2 separate regions of the Mus musculus genome follow, and region 1 is linked to region 2. A link is a contact called in public promoter capture Hi-C data. All regions are on one chromosome and are shown on one strand. Each heading gives the region's core, a stretch centred on a gene start, on an enhancer-like site or on the middle of the called end of the contact. The rest is flanking DNA. Distances are from core to core; before and after follow the strand shown.

The links. Capture Hi-C pulls out chosen DNA fragments and counts their contacts.
Region 1: a promoter capture Hi-C map of adipose tissue shows a contact between it and region 2. The contact joins two enhancer-like sites. A contact is called at or near these places in 1 of 115 datasets of contacts at active chromatin or transcription factors (embryonic stem cells) and 3 of 9 other capture datasets (adipose tissue, liver and pancreatic islet).

The regions. Positions count from the first base shown.
Region 1 is chr7:97,510,121-97,514,573 of GRCm38.p6, reverse strand. It overlaps Ints4 (integrator complex subunit 4), which reads right to left. Exons shown (of 23, transcript NM_027256.2): 12 at 905-1,047. Among named protein-coding and RNA genes, the nearest start is that of Ints4, 31 kb to the right of the region's middle. Within about 2 kb of position 2,408, at least 12 of the 459 cell types and tissues checked have an H3K27ac peak or open chromatin away from gene starts, as enhancers often do. A contact at or near this core is called in adipose tissue, where this site is marked.
Region 2 is chr7:97,384,680-97,389,033 of GRCm38.p6, reverse strand. Alg8 (asparagine-linked glycosylation 8 (alpha-1,3-glucosyltransferase)) reads right to left here. Exons shown (of 13, transcript NM_199035.2): 9 at 2,093-2,232; 10 at 446-585. Among named protein-coding and RNA genes, the nearest start is that of Ndufc2, 13 kb to the left of the region's middle. Within about 2 kb of position 2,308, at least 76 of the 459 cell types and tissues checked have an H3K27ac peak or open chromatin away from gene starts, as enhancers often do. A contact at or near this core is called in adipose tissue, where this site is marked.

The sequences.
Region 1 (4,453 bases), core at 1,159-3,658, 130 kb before region 2:
AGCAGTAACCAGCACTGTAGGTAATAAGAAGCTGAATTTGACACTTTTCACACTCCAGATCAGATAGTGTGCAGCTGATAGGACTTCAGTGACAGGCCAGCAGAAGAGAGAAAGCATAAGGAGCAGGCTTTGTTAAGAGCATCTGTCTTACACCTGGCTTTGACTACCAGCACCCACACTGTGGCTCACAACTATCTCTAATCTAGTTCCAGGGGATCTGACACCATCTTCTGACCTCCTTGGGCACCAAAACCACTCAAGATGCATATACACACATGTAGGCAAATCCTCCTACACATAAGATGAAATAAATCACCAAAAAACCCAAAAAGTTTTCAGCGAACATTTACTTAAAACAAAACAAACAAAAAACAGGAAAGTACTTTTCAAGGCTAGCTTCTGCCTCCCGAATGCTAGGATTAAAGACCAGCATGCCCAGCCTTACCTTCTCTTTCTCAGCCCTTTACCCGCTCTGCCTCCCGGCACACTGTAAAGGCTGCAGTTTGCAGTGGGTTTGGCTGGCTTTATTTTCTCTGCTTATATTCAGAACCCAGGTAGGAAAAGCAATTAAGCAGGTCCTTCTGGAGATCTACACAGCAGAGCCTCTCTAAAACTAGACTTCATTTCTAAATGTTCTGACTTTTTTTTACTATCTTGTCCAACCTTCCTATCTATGTATTCCCTACCTCTCTATCCTCTGCAAGCTGAGAGTGGACTCCATGAGCTAAGCCATTTTTTTTTGTTTTTTTTTTTTAAGATGTATTTTATTTATGAATACACTGCGCCCAGGTTCTAAAGTCAAGGTGAAACTGAGGGCTACACCTAGTCTAGGACGATCCACCAAATAATGTGCGCGCTACAGTTTTCTTTTGACGAGACTTAGTAATGAGGTAAACGTCCTTACTTCCATATGGAGTCCCTGTCAGTAGGGTACTTGGTTAGGTTTTTTAGAAGCTCCACCAGTGCAAGATGAATCCCTTCTTTGGTTGAGACATTAGTGCAGCATAAGAGTTCATGAAGAGCCTCTCTAATATCCCTGGATGAATCCTTTGCAGAAGAGAAAAACAGAAAGGTAAAAATTAGCAACAGGGATTCATGTTCCACACACCGTTCCCTTCTCCATGACCACGTGTCCATTTAGGCTGTGCATATGAAAAAAATATTTAGAAATTTGCTAGCTAAAATCCCTGGGAAAGACCTCATTTTATTGATCTAAGAAGGGGCCTTGCCTCTTTCTATTCTTTCTCTTCTTCTTCCTGGTTTTATTTATTTAGTTTATTTATTTTTTGAGACTTTACTCTGTAGCCTTGGTTGGCCTAGAGTTTGTTATGTAGACCAGGCTGGCTTTGAATTAAAGGAAAGCACCACCACCTCACCTGGCTTCTCTCTGGTTTGTTGTTGTTGTTTGTTTGTTTGTTTGTTGTTTTTGTTTTGAGGCAGGGTCTCACGCTGTCCAGGTCCAACTGGTACTATGTAGCGAGGACATAGGATGGCCCTGAACTCCGATCCTCCTGCCTCCACTTCCCGAGCACTGGGATTACAGCTCTGCCCCACCCTGCCCACCCCCTTTTGCTCTTTAACCTTCCCTTTTCCCTGTGTCTGAATCTTTTACCTCAATGTCTGAGTTATCAGTGGCTGACAACTATGAAAAGAGCAGGCTGTGCTGTGGTGGTCTCACACACTTGTAGTGCCAGCACTTGGGAAGCAGAGGCAGAAGGATTACAAGTTGAGGGCAGCCTAAATACATAACAAGACCCACGCACACACAAAAGAAGAGGAACAGCTTTAGAAAAAAAAATCAAAGACTACTAGGATGAGTTGAATATTTTATAATCAAAAGGATCAAAAACCATAAAGGCCTTAGAGTAGAATGCTTAAAAACAGCCCAGAAGTCTGTGTGGCCAGATAACACCAACAAATGAGATGTGGGTTGCATGAGCTCCACAGCCCTCCCGCACAATGTGACAGCACACTTCAGCCATTTGTCTTCCTGACACACAGTCCTCTTTGGTCTCAGAATACAAATTACTCACAACAGACCTAATCTCTGCCCTTCTGCCTGCAATGTCTGTCCGCCTCACACTGCCAACAATTCTTGCCACACTAGTCCTAGTTCCTTCTCGTTTTGAGTTCAACTTTAGATTCCTTAGATCTGACTGCTGCACTCCCTGACCGTAAAGAGCCAGGCTCCCCTGACAGACCCTTATGGTATCTCCCTCAAGCTGTGTGCACATTTCATTTTACTACTGTGCCTTTCTAATAACTACTTCTGACTCCCATGAGACTGCGAGGTTCATGAGAGCAGATCACAGCTGTCACTCACTATTACAGCCTTTCTTACAGCAGGGCCTGGCACAGGACAGACAGAAATACTAAAGACAACAGGTAAAAGGAAAGACCAAAGAAAGGACTAATAGCTTACTCAGATCTGTCTGACTCCAAACCCTGCCAACTTAACCATAAGATGATGCATCATGTATAAGCGAATCTCCATGCTGACCATGGAAGCTATAGTGATGTCCTGGAGAAATAATGTTCAATCTAGCAAGAAAGCAATTTTAATTTATGTATTTCTTAAGTGCTATATAAATGCCAGTTATATAGCTATCCTGTGCAGATTTGTTTTAGGAAATATTGGCTAAGCATTCACTATGACTAAGTCACTAGGTTGAGCCCGAAAAGAACATGATGAAAGTCATCCCATAGTAACTCTACTTATAGAGTTAATGATCTCATTAGGGGGATAGAACAAACAGATAACCCTGAGAGACATGATAAAAGAGGAAAAATAAAGAGGAGACATATAAGATTGGTATTTAATATGCATCAAATGATGGACAGAACAGAACAATCTGGTATAAATTTCAAAAAGGTTTCAAGAATGAGAAATGCTGAAAGACAGACAAGGCCATGTCAAATTCTCTTCACAAAATCCTCCAACAATGTTCCAGAAAGCTTAGTGGATGATTCAGTCACCTGTCCCCTGACTTCTCCACTTTCTCACTAAGCTGCAAACTGAACTGAAATTCTTACCATGTTGACCCTTGGCCTTGCCAGGAACAGTTTTTTACCTGCTGTCCTTTAAGCAGCATGACTAACTGGATGACGTATCATTAGGTCTCCCACATGTCTAGACAGTTTAGCTTATGGACAAGATCTGTCACCATCTGAAACTGTTTCCTTTCTTGAGACTATAATTATGCTCAATGAGAATGGGTATCTGGTTTTGACACAATATTTCCAATCCACTGACAGTACTTGATGAATAATCAAATTCTCTAGGTAGGACAGTATCTCAGCATAGTCCAAAAAAGAAATTCGAGCTGGAAGGACTAGCTGGCTAAGGTTCAAAGCAAAGGCGGTAACACAGTAAATGTAAGAAAGCTGTGATCAGCAGAGTGGAAAATAGTTTGTATGTCTGAATTCCTGGAATATCTGAGTGGAAGAGCTAATATACTGTGGAGAGAAACAGAATCTACCAAGTGAACAGTGGCAGTTTTCTAAGCAGAGGGGACAACGACAGGGATGGCAACGTAGTAAGGAAAGGCATGAAGACACAGAAGTGAGTATAGGATGAAATTCAAGGTCAGGAACCAGGACACAGAAAGCTAAAACTACAGGCCAACGGCTCAAGTCTGTAATGCCGTCACTGAGGAGGTTATAGGAAGAGGACGGTCTTAGGTTCAGGGCTAGCCTAGGATGCAATGAGTTCCAACCAGTGTGAGGCACTGTCTAGACAACAAAACAAAACAAAAACAAACTAAAAAGGAGAGAGACTATCTATGACAAATGGCACACAGCATAAATATGCCTTCTTAGAATTACCAACTTATTTACAAATAAAGATGTGATTTCAGGAAAATTTTTAAAAATGCTATGGAACTCAGTGCTCAGAAAAAGTGGTAAGGACCCTCTTAAAAGAATGCAGCAGGAGGGGCTGGAGAGTTGGCTCAGTGCTTAAGAGCACTGGCTGCTCTTTCAGAGGACCTGATTCAATTGCCAGCACCCACATGGCAGCTTACAACTGTCTGTAACTCCGGTTCCTGGGGATCCAACATCCTCACACAGACATAAATGCAAGTAAAACTCCAATGCACACAAAAGATAAATAAGTAATTTTTTAAAAAAAAGAAACTGTACATCTTAAGAAAAAAAATGCAGCCAGAATCTGAAATAATTATGCTAATAGTGAGGCATCAGATTTGTTCTTCCTTTGATGGGTGTTGGTGGGGACTGATGCCAGATCCCATTTATTAACAGTGAGACTCCAACATCAGCCCCTGCAAGTGGATCCAGACACATCAGAAAAATAACCCAAGAACATGAGTTCTACAGCCTAGGAAGTGAGACTCTGTATTGACTATGTGACCTCAGACAATTATTTCTCTGTAAAACCTCATGGTGGGAAGAACTGAAGACTAAGACCCTTTCCTGCTAAATGGAATAAAAAGGA
Region 2 (4,354 bases), core at 1,059-3,558:
GATTACACCAATTTATCCTAAGTATCCCAAAGCATGCAAACCAATATGACATGAAAGAAACAATCAAACAGTTCTGGAAAGTCTAAAGTGGACATACATGGAACCATTTTGTCATACTTAGTCCTTACTTGGACTAACAACATGGAACAGGGACCTGGGACTTTATTTTCACTGATGTGTTGATGCCAAGGATGCCAGCCTTCCCCAGGGCACGCTCCCACACAATATCCAGACCTGCTACAGGGCTTAATCATCAAAAATATGGGATCAACACATGGATTTTTTGCACATCTCAGAATCCTGACAGGTCTAAAGATCAAGCCAGTTTGCCTGCTGCCCTCATTGCAGTGCCTTCGTGTCTCCCATACCACTGGCTATGTCTAGAATAGGCAGCCACTAGATAGCTAGACATTGAAACATGCCAACCTTCGAGCTGTTTGCTTACCTCATTGGGAGAATCGCAAGGAGTATGGCTTTCTCATGGACATGCCACCCAAACATGAAGGAACTCAAGGCACAAAGAACCAGGCATCGGAGAAAGCCTCTGGGCCCTTGGGGTTTAAACCAAAGACAGAAAACAGAGGGCTAGAAACAACAGGCAAAGACAAAACTTCAGTGTCATTTAAGGTCAGCTTTGCAGAAGCAAGGCACAGGCAAACACAGGCTGTGTGGATTTTCTACTGCACTGGAATAATCTATCACTCTGTGTACAGTCCCCCAAAGCTAGCTTTAGAAAAGAAAATGCAAACCCATAGAAATATGTATTTACTTCATTAAAATGAACCTTATCCAAATTAATAAATGATGCTAAGTTCTGGGATATAAAATTTATCAATCTACAAAAATTCACAGGTGTTTTGGGGATAGCACATTAGATTTTACCAGTTTTGTGAGTGCAGTATAATTTAGAATACAGCCTTTGACTCTTACAAAGCTGAGGATTTATGGTGTGGTTCTTTGTTGTTGTTTTAAACATTTTGCTTCTTTCTCTCTGGTATTATCTGTATGTGTAAGCACAGTTGTGTGGGGGAAGGGCTTACGCACACAAAGTGGTCAGAGGAGGAAGTTGGGTATTGTGCATTCTATCACTGAGTTATTCCTTTGAGAAGGAGTCTCTCACTGAACCTAGAGTCAGGCTGGTGTTCAGCAAGGCCCCGCCATCCTCCTGACCTCCACACTGCTGGGTTAAAGGCAAGCAGACACGTGCATCCGTGCCCCACAGTTTATCATGGTTGCTGAGGATCTGAGCTCAGATCCTCAGGTCTGCACATCGTAGTCTCATTCACTGAACCACAGCCCCAGATTCAAGGCTGAGGCTTACCAGTGCGGCCACGTAGCCAAGTGGGGCCAGGTGTCTTGCCAAGAGATTTTGATCACTTAGAAACCAAAATTTAAGGGAATATTTAATTATCCTTTGTGCTAAGTTGTTTATGTTGAATCCTACTGAAACTATCACAAAACGGAAGTCACCACGCACTGACAGGTGAGAAAGAGGCTTGACCCACAGTGGCTTTCACTCTTTTTTTCTTTTTTTGAGACAAAGTCTTGCTATGTAGCCAGACTGGCCCCCCAAAGAGCAATGTTCCTGCCTTCACCTCCCCTGAGCTTGGACTGCCGGCTCACGCCATCATGCCTGGCTTCACAACAGACTTCCATCTGATGAGCGAAGAGCTGCTGCTTCTCTTAATTCATTATTACCAAGACAAAAAACATCCTGTTTTCCAGACACATTTTGATCCTTTAGCCAAGGATGAGGAACACAAACCAAGCCTGGATGTTCTGCCACTCGGATTTCCTGCTCCACAGCACGCTCCCTGCTTCCCACTGAGGCTGTTCTTACTCCTCGTGCCAGGCTGGACAGATGGCTTAAACAGCCCCTGGCAAGCCTTTCTCACAGAGGCTTTCCTGGTAATCCTCCCTCACTCTGTTCAAGGTTCTCTGAGAATTGCTAGGAAATGCTGCAGCCTGCAGGATTTCAGCTATGGAATTTATCCTGCAGTTGGAAAAGCTTGGAAGCTGAAATTCAGTCAGCACCGGGACAGGAAAAGCAGAGGAAGATTCAGCAAATGAGCACCACATGCCAAGTTCTTACCAATATGGCTATCAGTGTGCAGATGAGGGTTGCCAAAGGGGAAACTGAGGGAAGGACTGTGTGCTGGAACTGCTGAACCAAACCACTTGTCATTGAGGCCCTGGGGATCTGGCTGGGGTCAAGAAGCTTCAATTTCAAACCTAGAGAGTAAACAGACATTTTACTTTAATCAATAGGATTCCATAGCTCATGAGTCAGGTCCTTGAGCAATAGTCTTAAAAAGCTACAAAGTCTGCCAGCTGTTCACAGCTGGGTCTCATGGGCTTGAGTCCATGCTGTGTCGCCTCCAGCAGACGCTTCTTTCTGGTTTTAGATGACAATCTAGTTATAGACTAGAACTGGAATTGGCTATTTGTGCTGTGTACAGGAACTTTGTGGGCAGGCAGCATGTGAGCAGCCATCTTCTTTAGCACTTAAACAACACAAGCTATTTAAAATACAGACCATGTCACACTACATCTTTGAACCTTTCATTTCCTGTAGCCTTCAGTTCATAATCCCACAGACAGTACAGTCTTCATTGATCTGTCACCTGTGGAGCTCTCCAGCCTCATCTGTGCCAATGAGCCTTAGTCTCAGGGGACTGTGAGTCCCTCCAAAGCTGTGTCTCTGCTCATGAAACTAACTCCCTCTGAATGACGCATCCACTCTGCCAAACTAATTGAGTCATGCACACAGAACCAAATGGAGAGGCGGAGCTGCGTTGTGAGGTCGCTGGTGCAGTTTACATGCTTACTTTTTCTACTATGCTATGTCCCTGAAATAGAGAACTGATGAGGTCATTGGGTTTTGTCTTGTTTTTGGATTTTTTTCGAGACAGGGTTTCTCTCCATAGCCCTGGCTGTCCTGGAACTCACTCTGTAGACCAGGCTGGCCTTGAACTCAGAAATCTGCCTGCCTCTGCCTCCCAAGTGCTGGGATTAAAGGCGTGTGCCACCACCGCCCGGCATGATGAGGTCATTCTATCCCCAAACACAGAAGTTCAATCAGTACTTGTCAGATGAACCAAGTCTGGAACAATGATGCAAGCCCCACCCAAAATGAACTCCAGAGTAAAACCAGGGCAGTCAGACAGCCTGAGCACCTACACAGGCCTATCTGTTGCCACAGAGTGCCAGTAATGTGGAGAAGATGGAGCCTACAGATGTATTTTCTACTTACTCCTTTCCCCTTCAATTTTAGGTTCTTCTTTTCCTCTTTTTGTTTTGAGACCCATCTCATATAGCTCAGGCTAGCTTTGAACTCCTGATCCTCTTGCCTCCACTCCTCAAGTGTTGGAATTACAGGTATGTACCCTCATACCCCGTTCTTGCCCCTCTTTTTGAGACAGGATGTCATGTAGTCAACCCAGCCAACAATGACTCTGAACTTCTCGTCTTCCTGCCTCTCCCTCTGAGAGCTGGGGCTGCAGTTGTACCTACCACAGTGGTTTATACAATGCTGGCCGAGGAACTAGGATTTGCACTCCACCAGGCCAGCTGCTCCCTAGCCCCTGTTCTATCTTAAACCTCTTGGCTACTCCCCTGAGTTTCTGAACCTCCTCTAACTTTCCATGTAAGGGATCTTTGGGGAGGCGGTGCCTTACAAGGTAAGGTACAGCAGTTTCCCGACTCAGGCAGGGTAATCAGACCTTGTACTGCACACTAGACTGAGTGGTAACTGCTTTTTAAAATACAAATGTTGAAGTTTCTTTGTAAGAATGCCATTACACTGATGCTGGACTGCTGTGTGAGGGATGAAACTATAATTTCTAAAAATAAGCAAGTAAACAAAGTATCAATTCCCTGTAAGTACATAACAGAAACTGTAAAAACTACACTGTAGTGAGCACCTAGTCCCATGTTCCCAGGGCTTGGTGTCCTTACTTTAAGTCCAAGTGCAAAGAGGGAGTAACCTGCTCAAGGCCATGCGACCAACTGCTACCACATCTTTATCTGGGTCTGTGAGGCTCCAAAGTCTACTACTGATAACATCTTGTGTGTGTGCCTGGTTTCAAGCAGGTCAGAAGGGGGCATCAAATCCCTAGGAACTGGAGTTACAGGTGGTTGTGAGCTGCCATGTGGGAGCAGAGAGCCAAACCCAGCTCCTCTGTAAGAGCAGTAAGGACTCTTAACCGTTGAGCCAGTTCCCTGCAGTTGTTCCAGACGCTGCAATTACATTCATACTGGGAAGGGAGTGCGCACATGTGGGGGTCAGATGCAGTTTGAGGGAGTCTTGTCCTTCCACTACATGAATTCTGGAACCAAACTCAGGTTGTCAGTC